2 separate regions of the Mus musculus genome follow, and region 2 is linked to region 1. Evidence: chromatin contacts called from public HiChIP or PLAC-seq data. All regions are on one chromosome and are shown on one strand. Each heading gives the region's core, a stretch centred on a gene start, on an enhancer-like site or on the middle of the called end of the contact. The rest is flanking DNA. Distances are from core to core; before and after follow the strand shown.

The links. HiChIP or PLAC-seq counts read pairs in DNA pulled down with a chosen protein or histone mark.
Region 2: an H3K27ac HiChIP or PLAC-seq map of extraembryonic endoderm stem cells shows a contact between it and region 1, with 3 times the contacts expected there. The contact joins two enhancer-like sites. A contact is called at or near these places in 1 of 15 datasets of contacts at CTCF or cohesin (CD8 T cells), 1 of 484 Hi-C or Micro-C datasets (nephron progenitors) and 3 of 115 datasets of contacts at active chromatin or transcription factors (bone marrow-derived macrophages, double positive thymocytes and extraembryonic endoderm stem cells).

What each region holds. Positions count from the first base shown.
Region 1 is chr8:34,576,052-34,580,313 of GRCm38.p6, reverse strand. No RefSeq gene overlaps it. Among named protein-coding and RNA genes, the nearest start is that of Gm46068, 6.8 kb to the left of the region's middle. Within about 2 kb of position 2,048, at least 24 of the 459 cell types and tissues checked have an H3K27ac peak or open chromatin away from gene starts, as enhancers often do. A contact at or near this core is called in extraembryonic endoderm stem cells, where this site is marked.
Region 2 is chr8:34,677,817-34,682,078 of GRCm38.p6, reverse strand. No RefSeq gene overlaps it. Among named protein-coding and RNA genes, the nearest start is that of Gm46069, 10 kb to the left of the region's middle. Within about 2 kb of position 2,013, at least 110 of the 459 cell types and tissues checked have an H3K27ac peak or open chromatin away from gene starts, as enhancers often do. A contact at or near this core is called in extraembryonic endoderm stem cells, where this site is marked.

The DNA.
Region 1 (4,262 bases), core at 799-3,298:
AACCATCCCTCAACAACCCCAGTCATAACCAAATCTACAAACACTCCAATCCCTTACATAATGGTAGAGAATTTGCATATAAACTATGCATATCTTCCTACACACCGCAAATCATTCCTAGATGATTACAATAACTAGTGAGGTGGAAATACAAGTTGGACGCTAATCTTTTGAAACACCAAGCCCCAAATTAAATGCTTTTATTTATAAGGTGTCTTGGTCATGGTGTTTCATCACAGTAACAGACAGTAACTAATCTAGAGGAAGGAGGTAGAGAGTTAAGAATCTTTATCTGAAGACCTTGTTGGATCTGTGTTGGGCAGAGGCATAAATGAGCAGCTACTTCAACAGATAAATGTTGATCAAAATACCATTTCAGGAGGCCTGAATGTTTTCTCTTTTAACAGCATGCTCTCCTTTAATTTTAGCTCCCTTTTCTTAGCAGCATTTCTCAGAAAAGCCACGACTAGGCCACAAAGTCAATTCTACTTTTTAAACTTGGTTCTAGTTTTCTCCTTGGGAAGGGTTGAGTCTCTGGTTTTCAGAGACAAACTAGGTAAGGTGGTAACAGCACATGCTGAGAATGCTGTGAGGTGCTCTGAGGATGTGGGTGATGTCAGAAGGAAGATGGGAAGGGCAAAGGAAGGGAGAAGGGAGTCTTTCTGAGCATCTGTGGTGTGCAGGCACCATGCGAAGAGCTTCACACCATCCACCTGGGTGATTTTTCAGTGACCTTTCAATAAAATGTTATAATCTTTACTTTCTGTGTAAATAAACAGATTAATCACAGAAGTAATTAACTTCCTCCAGGCAGCACAGATAGGAGATGGAATTGTGAGAACCAAAAGTCTGCATGGGGTCAAGCCCAGAGATCCTTCTTTTCCTAGTTAGGATGAAGGGATGGGATGGAAGACCAATGGAACTAACATCTGGACCACATTTGCTTCAAATAGGAACTACTTGTACCACTTCCACAGTAACTTCTCACCTTCTTCCAGATTCTGGGAACGTGAGCCCAGGCTGGCTCACATGTCTGAAGAAGCTACAGCCCCCCACCCATGTCACCCTGGAAAAGAAGGGTTCATAGAGCCTCAGCATACTCATTCCTCTCAACTCAGCTTTGATAGACCTTGTTCTTCCGTCTTCCTGGTTTGGAATCATGGTTTTAATTCATGTGAGATATGAAACACATTAGCGATCCGTGAAAGGGAACAACATAGGTTTACTTGTAATATTTCTTACACCTTAATTCTCAGTTCCACTATTCATAAGCAATATGACTGACTGCTCATGAAGACTGCTCTTAAAATCTCGAGAGATAAGCTTTGTAGCAATAGAAGACATCTCACTCGCTGGCCAGGTCTAGTGATGCACACCCACAATCTGTCATCTACTCAGGGTACTGAAGCTGAAGACTCCCAAATTCAGAACCTGCCTGGATTACAGAGTGAGCCCAAGGTTAGCCTGAGTAATTTTACAGAGGCACCGCTGTCTCCTAATGAGACAAGGCTTGCGCTGGAACTCAATGCAAGTATGCTTAGTTACCTTGTGTTAGGTTCTGGCTTTGATCCTTAGCACCACACAACGGAGACAGATGATAGGTAAATAGACCAACTGACCATCTGACCAACCGATGGTCCGGCAGACAGACATTATCTCAGGGTCTGGCACATGCTAAGCAAGCACTCTGCCCTAAACCTGTATCTGCAGTTTGGGATATAACTTGAATTACTCAGGAAGAGATTTTCCTTGATAGAACTTATGCTTCCTTTTCAAGTCAGCTATTCGCCTAGAGATTGGAATAGAGAGACTCCATACAAATCGTGGAAATTGAAGTTCCAAAGGCTACATTCAGCCATTGTCTGCTCCTCCTGCTTGGCCTTTCCTTCTGGCTCTTTAGGTTGCTAAGTTATTATTTCTGAACTCGCCCTTGTGCTGGGGCTGTGGGACTATTGTTGGCTCCCGAGGAAACAATAAGCCTAGGGATGCCAGGCCCCCTGCTTCTCCTCACACTGTTTACTTTGCTAGGAATGTGGTCCCTCCTATGTTTACGGATCAAATGCCCCACCCAGCTCCAGGCTCTGTGTAAACATCCCCTCCTCCCTGCAAGCTTGATTGGCTTCCACCTGCCAATCACAAGACAGCAAGGTAGTGACCAAGAGCAAGGACTGTGGGACAGCCACAGTTCGTGCCCCTGGTTAGCCACTAGGACTATGAATGATTTTCTCACTTTCTTTTTTCCTTTTGATTTTTCCAGAAAGGGTTTCTCTGTATAGCCCTGGCTGTCCTGGAACTCACTCTGTAGACCAGGCTGGCCTCAAACTCAGAAATCCTCCTGCCTCTGCCTCCCAAGTGTTGGGATTAAAGGCGTACACCACCACTGCCCAGCATTTTTCTCATTTTCTATGAGTCCATAAACAGGATTAATAATACTACATACTTTCTAGTTACTAGAGAATTAAATAAGCCAACACAAACCTGATGTCTAGAATAGCACACAATACATTGTTAGAAGTAACATGTCCCTGTCCAAACTACCACAGCCATGGAACTAAGTCTTCTATGTGATTACTAGTCTCTACTTCCAGCTACACAAATGATCACCTCTCCTTTTTTAGAGTGAAAGTGTCTCTGGATGTTTTAGCTTTGTCTCCCTTGCACTATCTCACACCAAGCAGGTCCGTCATCAGTAACTATAAAATGATTTCCACAGGAATTCTTGTGGTTTGAGCCTCCATTGCTAGTGTTTGAGCCATAACTCAAAATGAGTATCATCTTCCCTAGTCATAAGGCATTTGCTCTTTCTCCCATCACAGCCTTGGATGGTACTCTTGATAAGGTACCTCCTTTTGGAGAAAGTTCAATAATATGTTCATCCTGGAGCTTGGGTTGTAGTAAGAAACTACTTCCCAGGATGCTTTGCAACGTAGACATGGGATTTAGAAAGCTTTGTCAGCTTAACCAGGCATAGTTCATTTGTTCCTGGAGGCCTGGCTCACTGAACAAAAAAAGGCAAAGCATGATTTTTTATTAAGAAATAGATCTCTGAAGGAGCTGCTTAAAAACTCTTTTTGGAAGGTTAGAATATTCTCTTTCTAATATGGAAGTTGATTTGGTACACAAAATCTGCACTATCCAAAGAATCAATGCTATCCAGTGAATCCATTGTGGAGTCAAAAATAAAGAGGTCAGAGGCTCAGGAGAGGTTGCTGGTTTTACCCATTGTCACCAGGGTAGGGGTTGTTTACTAGAAAGCACCAGACTCTCTGTTCCAACCTCCACTATGGACACACTGACAGTTTCTCACAGTTCCTGTCCCTCCCTAGTGTTCTAAGTCCCTAGTTGTCACTGAAGCATCTGTCAGGGCACCATTTCCCCACAGACAAATCTGTATCTGCTTCTGAGATTATGTTAGCTTTCATTTTGCATTCTAAGTAAAAGTATTCCTTAATGGAGACATTCTCTGTCTTGTGTTAATATTTAAGGAATGTTCTATTTTTATTGACAGTATGGGGAAGAAGAGATCAATATTATCCAAATTTACTTGGTTTCCTGCTAGTATCAAGTCCTGGTGACATCAAATTTTAATCTCATCCCATATTCTGGATGCTCCTCTTTGCATTTCTCCATTCATGAATAGAGCTTGCAACTTAATCTCATGAAATCTATCCATGCTTTCTAGTCAACCATCTGTTTACTCAATGTTGTATGTGTACAGTGTGTGTATGTGTGTGTGTGTGTGTGTGCCTGCCTGTGTATGCACACTTGTGTGCACGTGGATGCCAGAGGTCAACCTTGGGTACTGTTCTCTCTTGTTTTCTTTGACAGGGACTCATGCTGGTCTGGAAATCAGTGAGTAGACTCTAGCCTCTGCTTTCTCTTCACCACAGGGATTCCAAGTACACATGACCATGGTTGACATTAAAACAAAACAAAACAAAACAAAACAAAACAAAACAAAACAAAACAAAACATGGATTCTGAGCACTGAATTCAAGTCTTCATGCTTTAAGGAAAACCCTTTACTGACTAAGCTATCTTCCCAAACAATGACTTGGTTTATAAATTAATATAGCAGAAAGTTCTAATCTATACTAATAGAGGTCACTTCTCTAGTTTTTGAACATGTGACTTCAATGTTCCCAGTATGTAGGAGGAGACTGGGAAGTCATATTGCAGTATCTTTTTTTGTCCTGTTGAAATATGTCGAGCCAGGTAGTGGGGGCACATGCCTTTAATCCCAGCATTCGGGAGGCAGAGGC
Region 2 (4,262 bases), core at 764-3,263, 100 kb before region 1:
TGCTGGGGCCCCTTACTGCTTAGTGGAGAAACCCAGGCTGCTTCAGAGCTCTGGATGGAGCACCATCGTAAGCTGCTTCCTGAAGGAACCTTCCTACCCTCCAGCAGTCCGCTCCACAGTCATAGGCATGCTTCCTGTTTTGGCACTTTATTTACCAGAAACTCTTTCCCCTCTTCTTAGAATAAATCCACTTGACCAAGTTCAGAAAAGTTCAGAAAACTGTGTGCCAAAATTTCATTCTGAAAGTCTTAATTTGAGAATTGAGGTTGATAAAAATCCAGACCGCCTCCCCTCAACCACCCACCCCCATCCCCACCCCACCCAGTTCATTTTGGTGGGACAAGTAATACAAGTGGCTTTCAGAAAACAGCATTTAAAATTTCTTTTCTACCATTTACTTTGATATCTGGGCAAGGCATCCTTATCGCCGTCCTGGGACATGCTTTTTAAGAGCTGTCCTTCTTCAGCATCTTGTATTGAAGCTATCAGAGGGTTGTTAAAGTGATGGACCTTGGTCTGGGGTGATGGATGTGTAATCTATTGCTTGTTTCCATTGTCTCTGGTTAGTTACCACGTGGTTAAAGGCAATTGTGGGATTATAGGTTCATGTCCCAAGTGGGGCTGTCTTGTTCTGTGACTTGGCCGGTGCTGACTTATATATGGATATTGCTCAGAGAAGTGACGTAGATGCTCTTCTAGGTTACCCTTTTAAAATAAAATTAAAACAATTTATTTTATTTTTAATTATTTGAATGTATGTGGGTATGGACAGGAGAGTGCTAGTGCCTAGAGGCCAGAGGTCCATCTTTCTGGAACTGGAATTACAAGAGGTTGGGGGTCACCTGATACAGGAGTTGGATGAAGGTTCTCTGCCAGAGCATGTGAACCACTGAGCCGTCTCTCGTCCTGGAGAGTACAGTAAGAGGCACACACGCAATTGCATTAGTGAGTGTGAGCCTCTCTCTCCATACCTCTCCTGCTTTTCCCATCATGTCTCTCCTTCTTCCCTTTGCCTCTCTCTTGAGGTATGAAGTTGTCTGTGTGATTTACTTTTGATTTTTCTCCCCGAGCCTCAACCACTCGGGAGATAGAGGCAGGGGAATCTCTCTGAGGCCAGCCCTGTCTGCAATTCCAGTACAGCCAGAGCTACCCAGAGAAACAGAAACCCCATGTTCAGAAACCAAAAACCAAAGCCAATCAAACAACCCAAAGACTCAGAGCATCTTTATTTTTCGTTCTGCTCTGTTGTTTTGGAAAGGCACACTTTTAATTCTGGCAGAGGCAGGCAGATCTGTGTGAGTTTGAGGACAGCCTGGGCTACACAGTGTGTTCTGGAACAGACAGGGATTTGTAGCGAGATCTTATCTCAAAACAAACAAACAAACAGACAGACAGAGAGACAAAAAGGGGTTTTGTTTAGGGTTGCTATTGTTGTTTTCTGCTGAGGTTAAAGGCAGGGTGGTTAGTTTGTATTATCGAATACTCTGTTACACAGGCAGTACACCCGCCCGCAGAGTACTCTAGAATGGGAAAGTTTGAGGGTCGAGTCTCCACACTCTCCTAGGATTATAAGGCCCAAAGTCCATGTGCAAACCCGCGGGAGGCAGGAAGAAGACACTAAGACCAGTGAGAAAGCTCTCTTCTGCTGTGTAGTCACAACCAAAAAGAAAGCAGTGGCGTTTCAGACAAATATCATTCCAGAGTGGAATTCGAGAGTGATTTTTATGTTACTGTTGGTGCAGTGGCAAGCGTCACTCGGCCAGCAGCAAACATCCGGGAGCCCTGTACTAGGCAGGATGTTAGGATGTCAGCTTCATGGAGGAAAGGAACAATGGCTGTTTAATTTGCTTTTTATAGCCAAGCCCATTTGGGAAGAATGAAGACAGGAGACTCTCAGAAGAGCTTCCTTTCCCTGAGGGCTGGCCCATCTGCTCTGTGGAGAGGAGACTGCTGACTCAGGAAGCCCTGCCAGGGAGCCTGCCGCGGCTGCACTGGGCTTCGGCGCCCGGCCAGGATGCTGGCCCACATGGCCGCCGAACAAATGGTGTGCCCCGGGTGCAGGGAGGTTGTCAGGGCTCCTTTCTAAGACAGGACAACTGACTTCTGTCCTTGGATTACTGAGACATATGTTCCATGACCACCACAAGCACCCTTTTTTTTTCCGACAAAGCCTCTTTCATGGGCTATTGTGAGGGGGGATAAAAGATAAATGAAGCTCGCTCCCAAGAGATTAAGCGTTTAAGAAAAATTAGTCAGTTTCTCTAAGTATCACATAGATCTACGGCTTTTTCAGGAGAAAACAGAAAATGCAATCTCTCATAAACACCCCTGCATGCTTATGAATATTCATCTTTAAACATAATGAGCTGTCATAACTTCTATTTTAGTTTTGTAAACACTACGCTGAAACTTCCAGAGGTCCAACGACAGCTAAAAGCTGCTGTGGTTTTATTTATTTATTCTTTATTTTATTTTATTATTATTTTTTTGAGTTCAGGAATCTATTTTTTATTATCTTTTGCCATCTGCCCCCTCCTCTCCTCTCCTCTCCTCTCCTCCCCTCCCCTCCCCTCCCGTCCCCTCCGCTCCCGTCCCCTCCGCTCCCGTCCCCTCCGCTCCCGTCCCCTCCCCCTCCCCCCTCCCCCCTCCCCTTTCTTTCTTTCTTTCTTTCTTTCTTTCTTTCTTTCTTTCTTTCTTTCTTTCTTTCTTTCTTTCTTTCTTTCTTTCTTTCTTTCTTTCTTTCTTTCGCTATTTCAACATCTTGGAATGAGTCTAGAAGCATTCTCCACTCCCGATCGTCTATCGAAACTAATCAATTACTTCGTCATAGCCTCATGCCAGAGTGAACAAACTCCAGAAAGAACCTGAGTTTCCCCTTGACCGTGATGCTTGCATAGCTAGTTTTATTTTCCAACCATGCTGAAGACGCCGTGTTGGTGGCTTCCAGTGGAGAACATCTGAGACTTGAGTGAGGAATGGGCTTTCCTGCATAGCGCATGCTCAGTGGAGAGCTGGAGGGTGCCAACAAGATCGCTGTGAGAACAGGTCTCTCTGTAGGAAGCATGGTACCAGTGCTCACTGGCATTTGCCATACTGGGTGCTGGTGGCACATTACCACATGGGCTTTTCCTCCTCAAACTTGATATGGACCCAGCTGAACTGCGCTATCTTTCTCTCTTCTAGTCACATACTTGCATATACACATCCCCTTGTGGGTCCTGGTGAAAGACATGGGTTCTCTTAGACACTAGACGATGTCATCTCGGGATTTCTTTCATAAATTGCAATCACTCCAACTGTTGTTGATAAAGACATACGAGTGAAGACGCCTGCCACGTGCATTTTACTCTTTGTTTGTATTATGAATTTCTCTAGATACCTATGTTTCTGCTCGAGAGTGGGAGTGAAGACTATCCTCTTGACTGTTCAGGTCTTCAGGGGGATGGTAAATTCTCAGGCTGTGGGTACACCTCAGGACTCGTATAAGATGTGGCTTTCTGTTTTCCATCCTTCCTGACCGCTCTTCTGCACAGTTCCTTCTCGGGTACAAACAGATAAATGAAAATCTAAGCTGGGGTCAGACAGACCTCTTCAGAGTCCTACCCAACAGGACCGTTTCGATTTTTAGCCACACTTGTCTTCCCTGGGTGAGTCTTGCCCAGGCTGCCAGACACTGACTTGAGTTCGGACTCTCCATGGGACGTAGAGCAAGTCACTTGGAAATAGTCTTGTGTCTCAGTGGTCCAGGTCACTTGAAGATGTCAGTCTTATGTCAGTGGTTCTTGTTTACCAACACTGTCCATTAGAATCAGAATGTGAGGTGTTGAGGGTTATATGTGTGTGTGTGTGTGTGTTATGTGTGTGTTTTTGTATGTGTGTATGTGTATGTGTGTTTGTGTGTGTGTGTGTGTATTTTAAAGGCTTTAGAGTTACATTTAAAGAGTAAAAAGGAATCAAACAGTTCCAGAAAAACACTAAGCAGACCAGACAAATACCAAATGACTTCACTTCTTCATGTAACCTAATGAATCGAACTCAGAATCAGAATTTTAAAATGGTTTAAGAAGGCTTGGGATGAGAACCTGGGAAGATCCTGGCCAAAGGTTATACACTTTCTCTGATAAAAGTTCAGCAAATCTAATGCATCACATGGGTGGTGACAGATATGTAAAGAAAAAGAACTCCAAACTGAGTGAAATTAACTTAAATACATAGTATTTAGGAGCCTGGAGAGATGGCTCAGTGGTTAAGAGCACTGACTG